Regions from separate parts of the Mus musculus genome. Here all the other regions are linked to region 1. Evidence: chromatin contacts called from public ChIA-PET and promoter capture Hi-C data. All regions are on one chromosome and are shown on one strand. The core of a region is the stretch at or near the end of the contact, and the rest is flanking DNA. Distances in the headings are between cores, read along the strand shown.

Region 1 (2,791 bases), core at 193-2,692:
TTACATAATAAATAGTAAAAACTGAAACACCTAGTGTGGGCTGAAACATGTGTTGGTTTTGTGGTACTGTGACCTGAACCAAGAGCTTTGCATGCGATAGCCGGGACATACCATCGATTTTCTGAGACCCTTGAATGCAGTGAGGGAATTTCAGTATCCGAGGGGCAAATAGAAACCCAGAGAAGTGAAATGAAGAGGAAAAAAAGGGTCCAATGGGATAGGACAGGACATCCTTGCCAGGGATGCACCCAAGCAATCTGGGGGGGGGGGGAGTAAGAAATAATTGGAGCTGCTCAAGTTGGACAAAGCAAAATGACATTTCCATGTGGACATTTGCTTTTATCAAGTGTTAAGTATGGCAAAGAAATCAGGTGGTTTAACCTCATTTAGAGTTACATCCAGACAAAGAGATTAGGTTCACAGTATGGTATTATGAAGAGAGCATCCATCATTCATATTGTCCTTGACCAACATCTGACCTGCTATGAGACTACATTTTTTCCCATAGTCTAGACTGGAAGGCTCCAGAAGCAATTAAACAGAAGATCAATGTAAGCAGACAGGTGTACACCATCACTTCCTGAAGCTCACAGTCTCTGAGTTTCATACGAGCTACGTTTGCTGCACACAGCAAATCAACTTAAAAAAAAAAAAAACAGAGGCAGAAAATAAATTTCCAAGTATGACTTACACTACTTATTAATATTGTTAACTGGCAGGCGATCTGTGCCCTCCACTTCAACTACGTTTAGCAAGTGGCTGGCTCACTTTTGCAGTCTGATTCTGCAGGTCCATCTGCAGGGCTCTTGAAGGTCTAACCTAAGCTCTCCCACCTGTCAGGATTTGGACCGTCTCCACAGAGGGCGCTGAGCGCATTACCGCCACGCGGCGCTGAGGTCAGCCTCTCGGGTGTTGGGAGAGCTTTTTATTCTAAATTACAGACCTCGCAGCCACCGGATATCCTCGCTGCATAACAGGCAGTAGCTGTGCGGCTGCACTCGCGTTTCCTGACAACCACAGCAATATTTCCACTAATATCCTGTTCAAGGCCAAGCGCTGGGCTACGATTCATTCCCAGGACCCCTCCCCCCGGGGGGTTAGTGCCCCCACCGTGGCCCGGGTGTCATCGACAAAGAGAACCTCATGAAAGTTCACGACAACACCCTCTCCCCGTGGGCCGCGAGCCCCAGCCCCCAGAGTCAAGCTTCTGGGGGCCCTCGGGCACGTGCTGCGCGCTGTGAGCGTTCGCATTGTCTTCGTCCCTCCGCTCCCCGCCGCGTTCCATCCCCTTCTATCTGCGGAGCACACGCGCTCGGGAGCAAGCGGCGCGCCGGCGCTGAGCAGCAGTCCAACAGCTGCGGGGGCGGGCCCAACAGCGGGGGGCGGGCCCGGAGGCGGGGCGGGGCCAGGGCGCGGGGGCGGGCCCGGGGCGCGGCCTGGCGGCCGCGGCGCCACCAAACAAGAGAACAAGATCGCTGCGAGCGAGCGCGGCGAGCACCAGCATGGCGGGGCTCCGGCGCCCGCAGTCCGGCGCCTACCGCCGCACGGCCGCTGCCGTGAACCTTCTGCTGGGCGTCTTCCAGGTCCTGCTGTCCTGCTGCCGTCCGGGAGGGGCTCAGGGACAAGGTCAGCCCGTCGTCGGGGCTGGCTGTCCCCGCCGCCCCGCCCCCCCTTTCTTTTAGGGAACTGTTGAAATCTGTGAGGGTTCGCGGAGGAAGGGGACTCGGGCGGCTGGGGAAGACGGGCTGCTGCAGCCCTGCGACCGCAGCGTCCCCTCGGCGACTCTAGGCCGGGCCAGGAGCGGGCAGCGTGGGGCTCAGGGACCGCTAGCCGCGCACGCCCCGGAGCCTTTGTGCGCGGGCCCCTGCGCCCCGGGCGCATCCCCCGCTTTGTGTGGCGCGCGGGTGCCTCGCCGCGCCCGGCTTCCTGCAGCTTTGTTTCCCCCAGCCCGGTGGCTTGGGGGTCGCGCCGTGCTTGGTGCGGCGGCCTCATGCCCTGGTCTTGACCAAGCCCGCACGCCCTCATCTTCTGGACCCCGGGGTCCGGCTGGGCATTGTATTTGCATCCTCGGCTCACCCCTCGGGTGGCCTGCCCTGCGAGGGGAGAAGGAGACTTGTTTGGGGGCAGGCGGTTGGCACGAGGGGACGGGCGAGGAAACAGGAAGCGTTTCTTTGCCGTGCATTACAAACGCGGTGTGTTTTTTTGGTGTCCGTGCAGCGTTTGAGCCCTTGCCGAACGTGGTGGAGCTGTGGCAGGCAGAAGAAGGGGAACTCCTGCTGCCCACTCAGGTGAGGAGGACCGGTGACAGGGCGGGTGTGGGCGTGTGAGGGAGGAGAGGCCTGGAGGTTGCCGGCCTTCCCCCCAATGGCACAGGAGCGCTCGGGTCACTTTGCAAGGCAAATAAACGGTCGTGCCGAGCCTGAACACCTGGCAACGGTGGCTCTTCAGCCTGGCTCCCGCGCCATGTGACAGGGTGTGAGTCAGGGCCGCCCCAAGTTCAGAAGGTGGGTGTCCAGGCCACCTCAGCAGGGTTGTGTGTCTCACAGCCTTGCGCCTGGCTAGTGGCGACTTCCTTGGCTCGTTAGTGGGCCAGGGTGGGCGGAGGACTCGCTTCTGGGTCTCCACGGCTGTCTCTAAGCAGGCGGGTGTGGTGTGGATGGCAAGTGGCTGGAGGGTTGAACACAATGGGAATATTGATTTCATAAATGTTAGTGAGTGGTACTTTGCCATTAGCCTAAGTAGCTTTGGGATGAAGAAGTGACTTTAAAGGAGTATAATCTTGGAATTTCTC
Region 2 (2,791 bases), core at 74-2,573, 53 kb before region 1:
TCCTCCTGTCTCAGCCTCCAGCATGAAGTAACAACCATGTGCCTAGCTAAGGTTAGATATTTACTGTATAAAGTAAATGAAACGTTTTCTCCTATGGGATTATTTTCTTGCCTCTAAAATGTTTATTTTGATTTGTTGTGTAGACAAAGTCTCTTAGGACTCACTATGTAGACCAGTCTGGTTGTGACCTTTAAGAGATCCCCTTGTTTCTGTTTTCTATGTGAAACACCATGCCTCGCTTGTCTCTAAAAATGTTTAAAGTTAGATTTATCATAGTGTAGGAATATATACATAAAACTCTTACCACTAAGTTGTTTTTGTCATTTGATGAGGTACGTTGTCTCAGAAGCATCTCATTTAAACCTGTACTTTAGAGGCTGGCAGGGTGACTTAGAGGATGAAAATGTTTGCCACCAGGTCTCACAGCCTCTCCAAGGCGACCTTTCCACACCTCTGCTGTGCTACCCCCAGTAAACAAGCAAACAGACAAATAAAGTGTATCGAATAAGCCTGGGCTTTAAAGAAGTCAGTACAGTGGGGGTGAGATTCAGAACAGGGAGGCTGTTCACATTGTCTTCCTGTTCTTTACTGAGTGTAGCTGAATAACCCAAACTTTTCTTGAGCATTTGAGGAGGTTTTTAAGACAGTGTTAGAGTACCATTTGATCTTTTTCATGGTAATTTCTAATGCATGTGAAATTTATAATACATTGGTTCATATCTGTAGAGGGTTGGAGATAGTCTTATTTGTATAAATAAATGCATATTATTTTATCCTTTTTTATTTCAGGTGAAGCAAATAAAGTAGCTAAAGAAGCCGCCAATCGATGGACTGGTAAGTGGGACAGTGACTACAGCAAAGGCTCCGCCGTGGCATACAAGCCAGTGTCTTCACACGAATTATGATTCACCTTTATAAAAGTATATTTCTGTTCTGTGAGGCCAGCAGCAGCTCCAGGTCCAACTTCTGTGTGGCTTTGCCTAAGCTAAGCTCCTGATCACTGCCCTTTCATCTCTAATGAGGTGAAACTGAAGTTCCATGTGGCTTTGCTTTTCTTTGGTGCTGGGGACTGAATGTGAGACTTCATACGTGGCAGGCAAACACCCTCCCGTTGATTATATCTGCAGCCTACAGCTTCATGGGTTTGAATTTAGAATCCATTTGGGAGTATCATGGAATCCTGAAGGTTTGTCGCCTGCAAGTAAGAAGTGCTAATGTGTTGTAAGGGCTCTTTGCTGCTTTACTGTTATGAGTGTCTGTGGTGTACGCTCATCTTATCTCTGTGGTAATCCTCAAGGCAGGTGTGATCATTGCACCTCAGTGTGAAGAAACAGTCAAGGTCCAAGGAGTGCACAGCCACAGTGTGTTGGGCAACAGGAACTAGACTAGCTTTCTGAGTCTTCACTGGAAGCCTGCTTGCTTTTTCTGGTGTACATTTAAGAAGTAGGAGTTAATAGGGCACTGTGGCACCAGGTGTGGTGGCACCTGCCCACAGCTTAGTGGTTGGGAGGCTGAGGCAGGAAGACCCTGAATTTAAGGTCAGCCTGGACTAGATAGTGAGATTCCATCCTGTGTCAAGTCTTTTCTCCCAACAATGCATTCTGTGTATCCTAAAGAAGACATTATTTAGGAGAAAATAATGATAGTTATGGTTTATACACAAGTATGATTAACAAGATTAAACCTGCCAGAAAGTACCCCTGATGTTTCCCAATATTTGATAATAAAATGATGGTGACTGAGTGTTTCCACCTGGGGACAATCTAACGCTGCCCATGTATTAGTCCTATCACTGTGCTCCCACGGCAGGGTATGTCTAGGGCTGGAGCAGAGACGGAAGAACTTACAGGCTGTTGAGTCTCAGGTTAGCCTCGGAGAGCAAGCATGTGTGCCAGTTTCCTGCTGCTGGTTCAGGCTGTGTTTCACAGAATGCTTAGACCTCATTTCCCATAATCCATTTTATAATAAAATAAGTAGGAAATATTAATAACCCTTTGGCCTTCTAATTATCAGTCTGTCTGTCTGTCTATCACCTATCATGTTTATTTTATTTATATTTATTTTATTATGAGTTGTTTCCTAAACAAAATAGTGCTTTAGTGAAGAAAAGAGAAGAGAAAAAGAGCATTGTATCAGGTGAAGTGTAAGTGAGAAATATGTCATTAGGTATGGTGACACATGTCTGTAATCCCAGCACTCAGTAATTGGAGCAAGGAAACCAGTCTTGGCTATGTAGTGAGTTCAAGGATAGTCTGGCTACATAAGACCTTTCCCAAATAGCTAAGAAAAATAATAGTGATAACAAATATGGTATATAAATCTGATAAATGTTAAATTTTGAGTGTGCTAATGAAGCAAGGGGCCTCATGGATTAAACAAACGATGGTGGGGGAGGGGGGGCTGAGATGGGTCAGGATCTAAGTTAGACCCATATGACAGAAGGTGAGAGCTGAGTCTGACCTCCACTCATGCACCATCTCACACACACACATGCTCACTTTGCCCCTACCACACATAACGTAAATGAAAGTGTATGACTTTCCTCCAGTAGTTTGTGAGGAGCAGCACACAAGTGGTGGGAAGGACAGCGCGTGTGTGTGGCAGAGGGTAGCCGCTCGCAACGCCTCGTTTGCTCCCTGACCCTTTGAGCTTTTCTGAACTTGTGCCCTGTCTGGTCTCTGTGAATAGTGCCTGCCTCTCACTTTGGGGGACTGAGTAAGAGCCTGTCGGCTCCTCTCTTCAGATGGGATTTCAGAATGAGCTTCCCTCTCTCTCGTTCCCCAATGCAGTG
Region 3 (2,791 bases), core at 106-2,605, 45 kb after region 1:
AGTGAGGATTAGAAGGTGTAGGACAGTTTCAAAAGGACCAGGATAGGCTCTTGTACTTTTTGGCTTGTGTTTCCTTTAAGAAGCCCATGGATCCTTTCCGGGACCCCTTCGCAGGATCAATGGGGTGTATCATGACCAGAGGTCAGCCTTCTCTCAGAGTCTGAGGAACCGTGAGGACAGTGAGGGACCTTACTCTCTGTCATGCTTGTTTAGATCATGAAAAATGAGCACTATTTCTACATTTAAAAATGCCCCTTTTTCTTTGGTTTTGATTATTTTGATTCAAGTTTTACTCTGTAGCTCAGATTGGCCCGAAATTATAATGAAGCCTATGCTGGTCTCAAACTTGGAGTGATCTTTCTGCTTCCGCCTCTGGAGTACTGAGGTTACAGGCACGCACACGATGCACAGCCAGTTCTCTTGCCCACAAATAGCCTGTAGCCTTTGCCTGCATTATCCTCCTCCCTGTCCTTCTGTGAGGGCCGAGTGTACATGCGCATTACTTGTCCAGTTGGTGGGTGACAAGTACTGCCTGCCTTGTGAGAATGGAAGGTCACGGTGAATGAGAAAGTAATGGTAGAGGTTTAAAGGCAACTGATTCTCTAAGCTCCTGACAACTGGATAGCAATTGTCCTGATGTCATGTGCAAACTGTTCCCTGGGCTGCTTGCTGGAGGTCAGCCTTCAATAGAAGCTGCCAAAGATTACTTAGTGGCTTAGCACACTTATTTTTGATGTTAAGGATGTGAAAATGGTTAGCTCTCCCCATATTATCCTTGTGCAGATACCTACCATAAGGTTTCCTTAGGCTTTGAGTAATGTTAATAGAAGACAGGCACTAGGTAAGTGCTATAAATCCCCTTGGAGGACTTTGTATGTCCTTGCCTAGTTAGCCTACACAGTCAGAATGGAGAGCAGCTAGCTGCACAGCTTTACACATTAGCGTGTGAGGTAGCCAGCAAATAGAATCTGAAAGCAGGGCCAGGCGTTTGGTGCCTGTGGATTTGATCCCGTAATTTCAGAGACAGGGATGAGCGACCACCGGGCCCTGTAGGCAGGAGGGTAAATACTGCATCCACATCCACACTGAGCTGCAGGTCAGGCTGGGAGAAAGGCAGCCGGTGAGTTCTGATGACAAAGGCTCGGTGTCCTTTCAAGCCCTGGGGACTCTTGCAGGTCCCTACACACACTAAGTGTGTGCTGTGGACAGGCCAGAAACTTGGTGGATGCTTTAGAGGAATAAGGAAGTTTGCTGGTCTCTGACCTCAGGGAATTTACACATTTCTACACTTGAAAACAGAACTACCAGAGAGAAGCCCTGACCTTCATGCTGGGCGGATGCTACTGGCTGCAGTCAGGTCAGGGGAAGCACTTGGCAGAAATGTTCGTGAGAGCCTGCAGCCAGGACCTGGTGTGAGCTCAGAGAGCAACTCGGCTTCCTCAGTTGGCCTGGCTTTTGGAGACAGGTGTCTTTGCAGCCTTTGAGTAAATCCTACCTCTTTCAAGCCAATTTTACTATCTGAAGTTTGCTTTAAGATTGACTTAAATTTGCATTAAAATAAACTCAAGTTGAGTGTTCAGTTATTATGCATCTTAAAAATAAGTAAGCAGCAAATTGGGAAGGCCCCCGGGGGACTTACGGGGAAGTTTGAATAGCACCCTCATGGGAGACTAGTCCGCTGTGAGCTCTTTAGGTCCCTCTTTCCATCCTGACAGGGGTTCATCTAGGAGCAGTTCTATTAAGGGACAGGCTTTTAGGTGTGTCCGGGACTCTTGCCTGAAGTGGATTAACAATGAAATCTGAGGAGTACTTTTGCCTTGAGTGAGTTCATTAAAAAGAACTGGGGACCCTGTCATAGGTCCTTGTAGCTTCTGGATCCAGCTGTTAAAACAGTTCTTCAAGTTCACAAAGCAGGTGTTGAGCATGTCTGTTTCAGGGGAATGAACAGGAGGCTTGCAGCCCACCCTGGGACCCTGGTCTCTGTGTCTGAAACTGAGGGAAGAAGAGCAGCACCTCCCACAGGCTGGCAGTGCATCGATTCCAGCCACTTTCTGGGTCTGTGATGTTGGGCTTCCATGATGAAGATGGAGGAGTGGGATAACTCCACCCCTCAGGTTAAAGTGTGCTAAGGACTCACTGAACATTCTAGGTGTTGGATTAACAGGCAGGGCACTTCCAGGTAATGCTTATTTTATATATGGAAATCAGTTCCTTTCTCTGTGTCTTTAAAAAGCAGTTCTTTTGTTTTCGTTTACTTTGTCTATGTGTATGTGTCACAGCATGGTGTGGAGGTCAGAGGACAACTTTGAGGAGTCACTTGTCTCCTTCCACCACGTGGGGTCCAGGGGTCAGGCTTGACATCAGGCTTGGCCCATTGCCTCTACAAGCTCCTCGCTTTGTTGTACTCATGCCTCAGGCATGCTAGGCGTGCAAGCGTTTCCCCCCTCCCCCAAGCCCCACTCCAAGCCCCTAGCGAGTCTGCTGTGTAATTACCAGAGCCATTGTGCAGTGCTGGAGACAGACTGTTGAGTACACTTACCTTCTAGTTTAGATAAAATACTTCCTTTAAGACTGTTGTTTATTTTCCGAGTAGTGGTAAAATGCATAGAGTATCAAGTTCACCATTTAGACCACTTTAAGTATACAGTTCAGTCTACATGACTTGACCATTTCTTAGACATCACCTTAACCAGGAGACCATCATTACCATTCATCTCTAGAACTGTTTTTATTTTGCAAAACTAAAAATCGGTGCCCATTAAGTAATGATGACTGCAGAGTGTGTGACATA

What was found. Promoter capture Hi-C pulls out the DNA fragments that hold promoters and counts their contacts. ChIA-PET counts read pairs in DNA pulled down with a chosen protein or histone mark.
Region 2: a contact with region 1 is called in an RNA polymerase II ChIA-PET map of memory CD8 T cells, with 2.5 times the contacts expected there. The contact joins the enhancer-like site here to the promoter of Tmem131l in region 1. A contact is called at or near these places in 5 of 39 promoter capture datasets (3T3-L1-derived adipocytes, the C10 cell line, liver and 1 more), 1 of 15 datasets of contacts at CTCF or cohesin (large pre-B cells), 9 of 484 Hi-C or Micro-C datasets (CD8 central memory T cells, ECoMG-derived neutrophils, Th1 cells and 5 more), 6 of 115 datasets of contacts at active chromatin or transcription factors (the SCID.adh cell line, embryonic stem cells, large pre-B cells and 3 more) and 2 of 9 other capture datasets (adipose tissue and liver).
Region 3: a promoter capture Hi-C map of liver shows a contact between it and region 1, with 1.9 times the contacts expected there. The contact joins the enhancer-like site here to the promoter of Tmem131l in region 1. A contact is called at or near these places in 4 of 39 promoter capture datasets (3T3-L1-derived adipocytes, the C10 cell line, liver and 1 more), 32 of 484 Hi-C or Micro-C datasets (the AML12 cell line, LSK cells, the N1E-115 cell line and 17 more), 9 of 115 datasets of contacts at active chromatin or transcription factors (the HPC-7 cell line, the SCID.adh cell line, embryonic forebrain and 2 more) and 3 of 9 other capture datasets (adipose tissue, liver and pancreatic islet).

The regions. Positions count from the first base shown.
Region 1 is chr3:84,038,812-84,041,602 of GRCm38.p6, reverse strand. It overlaps Tmem131l (transmembrane 131 like), which reads left to right and starts at 1,442. Exons shown (of 35, transcript NM_172681.4): 1 at 1,442-1,626; 2 at 2,218-2,288. The coding sequence starts at 1,503. Gm30352 (a long non-coding RNA gene) reads right to left here and starts at 1,382. Exons shown (of 4, transcript XR_867387.3): 1 at 692-1,382.
Region 2 is chr3:84,091,598-84,094,388 of GRCm38.p6, reverse strand. Mnd1 (meiotic nuclear divisions 1) reads left to right here. Exons shown (of 8, transcript NM_029797.3): 7 at 790-834. Among named protein-coding and RNA genes, the nearest start is that of Gm30458, 31 kb to the right of the region's middle. Within about 2 kb of position 1,323, at least 20 of the 459 cell types and tissues checked have an H3K27ac peak or open chromatin away from gene starts, as enhancers often do. A contact at or near this core is called in CD8 central memory T cells, the SCID.adh cell line, Th1 cells and 1 more, where this site is marked.
Region 3 is chr3:83,994,020-83,996,810 of GRCm38.p6, reverse strand. All of the region lies in intron 3 of Tmem131l (transmembrane 131 like), which reads left to right. Among named protein-coding and RNA genes, the nearest start is that of Tmem131l, 45 kb to the left of the region's middle. Within about 2 kb of position 1,355, at least 85 of the 459 cell types and tissues checked have an H3K27ac peak or open chromatin away from gene starts, as enhancers often do. A contact at or near this core is called in the AML12 cell line, the SCID.adh cell line, adipose tissue and 7 more, where this site is marked.